2 separate regions of the Sus scrofa genome follow, and region 1 is linked to region 2. Evidence: chromatin contacts called from public Hi-C data. All regions are on one chromosome and are shown on one strand. The core of a region is the stretch at or near the end of the contact, and the rest is flanking DNA. Distances in the headings are between cores, read along the strand shown. Region 1 overlaps RASSF3 (ras association domain-containing protein 3). Region 2 overlaps RASSF3 (ras association domain-containing protein 3).

Region 1 (4,498 bases), core at 1,794-4,293, 130 kb after region 2:
CAGATGTGCTTTGAAAATCAACACTCTCCCTGTTGGCTGCTAATCAGAGTCCCCAGGCCCTTTGCTCTAAAGGGAAATGCAGTCTTTTTACCACAAAAGACATTTATCTTGCTAGAATCTCTCTTTCCTTTTGGCCCAAACGATTAAGGAATTATGTTTATATGTGCATCATTTGCCATTTTCTCTCCAGGGAGGATTGGATTTAGGTCAGCTCAGTTCAAGGAAAAAAGCACTCTAGATCGTCCTTCTAGATCAAGGGTCAGTCAAGTAAATCTCTCAAGCTCTGTGTCTCAGCCTCTTGTCTGAAATAGGAAATGGCATGAATGGTGCACATAGAACATTCTGTGATGCAGTGAGAACAGTTTCTAGGTTAAAAGTTAGGGAACCAAGACTCTACTTCCTATGGTTCTTCTTTTTTTTCCCCACATTGGCCGCACCCCTGGCATATGGAAGTTCCTCGGCCAGGGGTAGAATCCGAGCCACAGCTGCAGCCTATGCCACAGCTGCAGCATCTCCGGATCCTTGAACCCTCTGCACTGGGTCAGGGATTGAATCGGTGCCTCTGCAGTGACCCAAACCACTGCAGTCTGATTCTTTTTTTTTTTTTTTTTGTCTTTGTAGGGTGGCACCCATGGCACATAGAGTTCCCAGGCTAGGGGTCCAATCGGAGCTACAGCTGCTGACCTACACCACAGCCACAGCAACTCGGGATCTGAGCCGAGTCTGCAACTTACACCACAGCTCACGGCAACGCCGGATCCTTAACCCACCGAGCGAGGTCAGGGATTGAACCTGAGTCCTCATGGATGCTAGTGGGATTTGTTAACCGCTGAGCCACAACGGGAACTCCCCTTTAATCTGATTCTTAACCACCCTGCTACAGCAGGAACTCCCTTACTGTTGTTCTTGTTTAGATTAGGAGCATGACCTTGGGTAAGTCTTCTAATTTTTTCAGTCCTCAGCTTTAAAATCTGTAAAGGGGGACTAAAGACTTGAAAGGGTGGTTTTGAGTTGCAAATTAGAACTTTATGTAAACTTGTTTGGTAAAGGATATGTTTCTATGTCAGGGTAAATCGGAACTTAAGGAGTTTTAGGAAGACAGTGATTTGGGCCTTTTTTTTTTTTTTTTTTTTTTTTTGATCTTTTTGCCTTTTCTAGGGCCCTACCTGCGTCATATGGAGATTCCGAGGCTAGGGATCTAACCAGAGCTGTTGCTGCTGGCCTACACCACAGCCACAACAACGCAGGATCCGAGCTGCATCTGCAACCTACCCCACAGTTCACGGCAATGCTGGATTCTTAACCCACTGAGCGAGGCCAGGGATTGAACCCATGTCCTCCTGGATACTAGTCAAGTTCATTACCACTGAGCCGCAACAGGAACTCCCTAATAGCATATTCTAATGTAGACGGTTTTGCTTTCCTGCTTCATGTTTTTCATTTCCTTTAATAAGTAGCTCAAAATTCATCTCCAAGAGCCTTCTGTCGTTGGCCCATTTGGGAGTTTTCCTCTGTCTCCTCTCTCTGCCCTTGTATTTGGCTATCTCCTCTTCTCCCTTCCCACCCCTGGGACTCTCTCATCAGAAATTGCTCCTGGCTGAGACACTGATTCTCAGCCCAGGACCCAGGGCCTGCTTTGGGAAGGGGAGGATGTGTCGTTTGGAAAAACACCTCTCAGGTGATGCCAGGTACCTCCTTGACATTATACTGCTTTCATTGTAAAATAAACTAAAAAAAGAGTAGTAAAATCTTTTGTGCCTGATACCAGGCACAGTTAGGAAAACAATTCAGAGACCCAAGAGCCAGAGAGAAAGCCCACATGGTTCACAACCACTGCGGTGTAGACAAGAGTGATACTAAGCAAAAAGCAAATCATGTTTTCTCAGTTTTGCGATTCTTATTTTGTGTACAAGTAAATGAAGAATGTCCCCTGTAACTTCTAATTTGGGGCAAGAAGGGCAATATAAAGACGTAGTTGCTGGCTCCACAATGATGAGTAAAAGTAGTCCATGCCACTGTTTCTTTAAATGATGATTTTGTTATTAAAAAAACTCAAAAGATGTGATTTCTTCATGTTGCATATGGGAAAGAACTCAAAATAAAAATGACTTTCCTGAATTCCCATTGCGGCTCAGCAGGTTAAGAACCCGACATAGTGTCCGTGAGGATACAGTTCCACCCCTGGCCTTGCTCATTAGGTTAAGGATCTGGTGTGGCTGTGGCTGTGCTGTAGGCTGGCAGCTGCAGCACTGATTCAACCCTTAGCCTGGGAACTTCCATATGCTGCAGGTGGGGCCCTAAAAAAGAAACAAAAATAAAAATCAAGATGACTTTCTGAAGCTCTGGTCAAATGTGCGAGGTGACTGGAATGTCACCTGCATTTAAAGACAGCCCCTGCTTGGAGTTCCCATCGTGGTTCAGTGGTTAACGAATCTGACTAGGAACCATGAGGTTTTGGGTTCCATCCTTGGCCTTGCTCAGTGGGTTAAGGATCTGGTGTTGCCATGAGCTGCGGTGTAGGTCACAGACGTGGCTCGGATCCCACATTGCTGTGGCTCTGATGTAGGCTGGCGGCTGCAGCTCCGACTCGACCCCTAGCCTGGGAACCTCCATGTGCCATGGGAGCGGCCTTAGAAGAAGGCAAAAAGACCAAAAAAAAAAAAAAAAAAAAAAAAGACAGCCCCTGCTCCCCAAGAACAACAGCCTTAGAGCGAGATTTACTACTCATCTAGAGATCTGCTCAAGGGATGGAGAGGCCTGGATCCTTCAGAGCCTGGACTTTCAGCCCCTCGGCTTCCAGCTTGGACTGCTCTGCTGCCTTTTGTTCTAGGATTTCTTCAATAGATGCTTGCTGGAGGGGTGTGTGACTCTCCTTGTGTTAAGTCCAAACTGAACATTGCTTCTTGCCTGTAAATGCCTTTCCATCTCAAAGCAGGACCAAGTGCTTTATTTTTGGTTGTGCCCTGGGCCAGGGATCAAGCCTGTACCACAGCTGTGACCAGAGCAGTGCAGTGACAACGCCAGATTTTTTTTTTTTTTAGGGCTGCACCTGGGGAGAGGAAGGCAGGGCTAGTGGGGAGGCTCCTCCTGCCAACCAGGACTTCGGAGAACTCTGGTCACCTCCCTGGGCTCGTGGTCCGCATTCCTAAGTCTTGACGCTGAATTGACCACCTGGCATTTTTCGGTTTTTGTGTCCTCTCACAGTGGGAAGCCTTCAGCCTGCCAGAGCTACAGAATTTCTTGCGGATCTTGGACAAGGAAGAAGATGAGCAGCTGCAGAACCTGAAGGAGCGCTACGCAGCCTACAGACACAAGCTGGAAGAAGCCCTCGGCGAGGCGTGGAAGCCCGGGTAACGCGTGGGGGCTCCCTGCCCCTCGGGCTCGGGGACGGCGTGGGACCTGCGTGCAAACCCAGCAGCTGGTGTCTCTCTTGTCGGAGGGCGGTTTTCCTGCCCCATGATGCTCGGGCCTTTCCCCTGAACGAAATTTCTAGGCCTAGTTCCCCACGCTGGTCACGCAGCACTTCGGCGCCCTCCGGGAGGGATCCTGCACGCTTGTTCCGTTTCGGCACCGCGGTCTTACCTCTCGGCAAGCTGTGAACCTGTAGTCTCATCTGGAGCATTTTGGGGGGCTTTGAAGCATGGACTCTTGGGTGGTGTTTTTGTTTTTCTTCTTCTTTTAGCTCGTTGTCCTTAGGATGTGATGAGGATGTGAAGCTGAAGGTTGTGCCGGTGCTTCGGTGGAAGCTTAGCAAGGAATCGGTTGGAATACTTATCCTATGTTGAAACTACCTGTTGGTTTAGGGGGTTTTGGTGTTTTAAATGTCAGAGAAAACAATCTGTGGGAATTGAAGGGCACAGGAAGCTAGGACCTCTGAGGAGTTGGTGAAGGATTCTGGAGGAGTCTGACCAAGAAAGTGAAGAGTAAGTTTGGAAGAGGGTGGGTGGAGGCGGGGAGCCCTGAGGGACGGTGGTTTGGGCCAGGAGTGGAGGGTAGAGGAGGAGGTGAATTTGCTTGTCGATGAGTTAAACGCTTTCCGTTTTGAGACGTTCAGTTTAGAGACCTTAAACCCACTGTCTATGGCTTGATTTCCTGGCGAGTCAAATGTGGGAACAGAACCAAAGAAAGTAGGAGCTAGACCGGAAGGAGGGGCTGACTGCAGCGGAGCAGGGAACCCAGCGTGGATATTCACACGGGACAGAGCTGCCCTCTCAGCTGCCAGCCCCCATTCGGCCTTCTCTTCTCGGGGTGCGCGGTCCGATGGGTGCCGCTTCTCTGGGCCGTGGGGCCGTGGGCCCTGAGCATCTGCGATGACTCCTGTGACGTCACAGCTTTCCTCCCAGGTCCTTTTCAAAGTGGAAAAGGAGTTTGGGAAGGAGGCGGCTTTTTGCCACCACCCCCCCCCCCCCCGCCCCCCAGTTATTAGCAGCCGGGAGGTCGATCCGGTGAAGAGCTCCCGGCACACTTTGGTGACAATCCCTCCCTCCTCTGCCTCGGC
Region 2 (4,347 bases), core at 230-2,729:
GCCCTCTGATAACTGCTACTATATCTTGTTGGGAGCTTATTCTTCTTGGTTAGCCCCTAAACTCAGTAAACGCCTCCTCTTCCCCATCATATGTCTACAGGCTGCCATCTCTCACAGAGAAATAATCACATTTTTTGAAGAAACAGTTTGTCCTCTCTCAACACATTTGCATGGATTTTTAACAACCTCAAAACTAGAGTCTGCCTATGGAAAAGAAGATAAACGACAAGTATTCTGCAAATAAGAAACAACAAGCTGATTCATGAGCAATTTCTTGCTTCAATATTGTGTGTGTTAGGAGAGAACTGGGGGGGAGGAACCTCTTTTTGCACCAATTATTGATCCCCAAAGCTCTGGAGTCTTCCTGATGGAACTCTGTCCAGAATAAGACAGGAGGGAAACTTTTCTAAGAATGCTCACCATCCTAGACATTTCTGGTTTTTTTCCCCTCAAGGAATGTGAACTATCTTGTTTTACATTTTTTATTTTATCATTTAATCCGTTTGCATGGCCCTGTTGCAAAGCAACTGAAAAACACATTCCAAAGCAGAACTCACTGGACGTAAGGCCACTGGCCTCAAAATTCATGTCTAGTAGTGCCTGGCACCTAGTGGGTAGTCAGTCAGTATATTAAGCAAACCCAGAAGTCCTGAGAGGGTCCTGAAAGTGGACAGAGCGCTAATTCCCAATGGCTCAGTCCCATGACCAAGAAGGTTAGCAGCAATGTGGCAATGGAAGTGGTAGTCAATTGATCCGAAAATGGCAACGGTGAGAACTCTAATCAAATGTGAATTGAAGGTCCCACAGGCAGACGCACCAAGAATTTTCCCAGACAGAGAACAGTAGACTACAGGCTCTTCCTGTCAAAAGCCCATAGTGACACTTAAACATAAGAATGGCAGCAGGGGAGTTCCCGTCGTGGCTCAGTAGTTAAGGAATCTGACTAGCAACCATGAGGTTATGGGTTCGATCCCTGGCCTCGCTCAGTGGGTTAAGGATCTGGCATTGCCGTGAGCTGTGGTGTAGGTCAAAGACACGGCTCGGATGCATGCCTCATTGCTGTGGCTGCGGTATAGGCCGGCAGCTACGGCTCTGATTAGACCCCTAGCCTGGGAACCTCCATATGCCTCGGGAGTGACCCTAGAAAAGGCAAAAAGACAAAAAAAAAAAAGAATGGCAGCAGATCTGCTGCAGATTAATAGGACATTGCTTCTCTAACCCTTCTGTACACACAGTATCTGTAAAATGAAGATTAGTGTGCCTGACTATGTCTTTCCTCCCTGAGGGTTAGGGATCCTGGACTCTTGAAAGTCTGAGGTGGTGCTTTGTTGTTGCCAGGTGGGGCCAAAAACAGTTGTTCAAGTGATTAGGTCCAGATTAAGTACAGCTTTAAGGGCAGGGAGCTGAGATCTTGAAGCCTGTACTTGGGCACAGCAGCCGACCCAGCAGTTCACAGAGGGTAGGGAAAATTGATTCTCTTGCTACTAGCAGAGGAGTCCAAGAGCAGCTGGGGTTTGCAACTGTTGCGGCAGATCAATTTCAGATGAGGCCTGGGGAGAAGAAGCCTCTGGCAGGAACCTGTGGAGACAAAGACTTGGGAGAGCACAGCAATTCCCAGATTCCCACGGGAGGCACCCGGGGCCCTTTTGCCTGAAGCTCCAAGGGTAAGAGTCACACCTTGGTGCTTGGTCCTGCCTTTATCAGTCACAGCGACAGCAGCATCTCTCTTTTGCCCGAGCAGGTGCAAGTTACAAAGAAGTGGAAGACATCTCCTCCCTTGGGCCACAAACTGGAACTTCCTGTCTGCCAAGAGACACACTTAGGCATGCATGTTCTCGTCTTTTTCCTGGGCACATGGCTGTGTTATGTTTCCTAGATGCCCTTGAGCTGATGGCCCTGCACTGAGTTGCCACCCATGAAACATGGTGGAAGTGCTGCCGGCCTGCCCTCAGACACCTCTTTCCTCTCCCACTGGCTTCACGGAGACAACTTTGGGAAGCTGAGGGATGGCAGAGCCCGCAATGACTGCCCGCCCATATGGACTGAGTGCATCATGGGGACCAGGATTTGGGGGTGCCCTGCAGCGGTTAACACCTTCCCGGAACTCCAACTGCTAGAAATCCCTGTTCACTGGGGGGAAAAAAACGCATAACCTAAAAGTTGAGAATTGTGTTTTGTTTGGCGGACAAAACTGAAGACTTAAGCGTGAGATAGCTCTGAGGGACTGTTCTGAAGAGGTAAAGGAGAGGCCAGGATATAGAGGTGTTTTTGCAACAAAGACCAGGTAGTTAGAACATCAAAAAATTACTGGATTTTGGTGGGGTTTTTTTTGTTTTGTTTTGTTTTGTTTTGGTCTTTTTTTTAAGGCCACACCTGAGGCATTTGGAGCTTCTTAGGCTCGGGGTCACATCAGAACTGTAGCCACCGGCCTACACCACAGCCACAGCAATGCTGGATCTGAACTGTGTCTGCGGCCTACACCACAGCCACATCAATGCTGGATCTGAACTGTGTCTGCGACCTACACCACAGCTCACAGCAACGGCAGATCCTTAACCCACTGAGCACGGGCAGGGATCAAACCTGAAACCTCATGGATGCTAGTCAGATTCGTTTCCCCCAAGCCACGACAGGAACTCCAAAAGATTACTGTTAATTAAAGAAAACCAGATCTCTCGATTAAGGAATTTATCGCTTTTCTATGTCTGGGAAGATGCGAGAGTCTGGGCTCACTGAAATCGTTCCTTTGATATGCACCTCAGCTCCCTGGGGCCGGTATCCTGTGTTCTCTCATCCTGAGTCCTTTCTGGATACCCTGTGTCGTGTTGTTTCGGGGTGGCTGCGGCCATTGGCTGCTTGATAGCAGGCATCCTGTTTCCATCCTGAGCTCCCTCAGGGCTCATTATCAGGGTGGCTGTACTGTGATGGCTTGATGGCTGTGCAACGTCTTTTGTTTACTGACATGGCAGGCGGCATTTTTTCATGGACACTCCATTCCTGGAAAGAGTCTCACAAAGTCTCAGTGAGGGAGCGGCAGGTCTGGGAGGTGTGGCTCCACACGCCAGAGCTGGCTCTCGGGAGGCTGGCTCTGAGGGGCTTCCTGCCCTCCACTTGAGAGCCTGTTTCCCAGGCATCCTGCCAGGGAGAAGCAGCCTCCTCCACGAGGCAGGGTGAGGTGCTGCTGTTACTCTAATTCAGGTTGATGCCAGAAGAGTCTGTGTGTGTATGAGTTGTTCTGTTTTTCTTTTTCGGCTGCACCCGCGGCATATGGAAGTTCCTGGGCCAGGGATCGAACCCAAGCCACATCTGTGACCTATGCCACAGCTGCAGCAATGCCAAATCCTTAACCCACTCTGCCTGGCTGGAATCGAACCAGCACCTCCTCTGATTGGAAATAAGCCTGATTATTAACCTACTGTACCACAGCGGGAACTCCTGGAAGAATATTTGGATAGACTCTAGCCTTTCCTTTCATACCCTGGGCTGTGTCTATGTGTTTCTGTGTGTGTGTTTGCTTGTTTTTTGTTTTTGTTTTTGTTTTTGGAATTGTGTGTATGTATGTGTATATAAGATAAAATTTGCTATTTTATTTTTTTTCCAGAAGTATCTAGTTTTTATTTACTGTGAAGCAATGAACCTCTAGCTATGAACCAGATTAAAATAACATAAAGTTGGAGTTCCCATCATGGCTCAGCAGGTTAAGAACCCAACAGTGTCTGTGAGGATGCAGATTCGATCTCTGCTCACTCAGTGGGTTAGAGTTCCAATGTGGCCACAAGATGTGGCGTAGGTCACAGACGCTACGTGGATCCTGCATTGCTGTGGCTGTGGCATAGGCCGGCAGCTGCAGCTCTGATTCAGCCCCTAGCCCAGGAACTTCCATATGCAGCAGGTGTGGCCCTAAAAAGAAAAAAAAAAAAAAAAAAAAAAAAAGCAATAGCATAAGGTCACTAAATGCTTCATGAAAGACCATGAATCAAGATATAAAATTTGAAAGAAAAAGATATAAAATTTGTTAATTTAACTTGTTTTTCTTCCTTCTGTTACAACAGAGGGCCCTAGGCCTTCATAAGTATTGCTCATCCCCATTTGAGTTGGGATGGGGTCATTTTTCACAGCTACTTTTCCTCACGCCCCCCAACACCCTACATAGCGGCTATTCCTCCTTCCCCCTTCTCTGTCTCCAGGATAGCCTCTGGACTCCAGCTGAGCAGGAGCAAGAACTATCACATTCTCTAGAGAATTCCAAAAGGGTCTCATTTTCATTCACCCCCTAGCACCAGCCCTAAGGTGTGCCATGCCCGCACTGAGGAAGCCATGTCACTGAGGAAGTCTCCCAGGGGAAAG

Evidence for each region. Hi-C and Micro-C count contacts between places; a contact is called where the count stands out from the background.
Region 1: a Hi-C map of fetal skeletal muscle shows a contact between it and region 2, with 2.4 times the contacts expected there. The contact joins two enhancer-like sites. A contact is called at or near these places in 4 of 5 promoter capture datasets (fetal liver, fetal skeletal muscle, liver and 1 more), 31 of 47 Hi-C or Micro-C datasets (adipose tissue, alveolar macrophages, blood and 17 more) and 2 of 2 datasets of contacts at active chromatin or transcription factors (alveolar macrophages and skeletal muscle).

Annotation. Positions count from the first base shown.
Region 1 is chr5:29,107,913-29,112,410 of Sscrofa11.1, forward strand. It overlaps RASSF3 (ras association domain-containing protein 3), which reads left to right. Exons shown (of 6, transcript XM_021091945.1): 6 at 3,205-4,498. The coding sequence ends at 3,354. Among named protein-coding and RNA genes, the nearest start is that of GNS, 80 kb to the right of the region's middle. Within about 2 kb of position 3,044, at least 4 of the 83 cell types and tissues checked have an H3K27ac peak or open chromatin away from gene starts, as enhancers often do. A contact at or near this core is called in fetal skeletal muscle, where this site is marked.
Region 2 is chr5:28,976,897-28,981,243 of Sscrofa11.1, forward strand. All of the region lies in intron 2 of RASSF3 (ras association domain-containing protein 3), which reads left to right. Among named protein-coding and RNA genes, the nearest start is that of RASSF3, 29 kb to the left of the region's middle. Within about 2 kb of position 1,480, at least 6 of the 83 cell types and tissues checked have an H3K27ac peak or open chromatin away from gene starts, as enhancers often do. A contact at or near this core is called in fetal skeletal muscle, where this site is marked.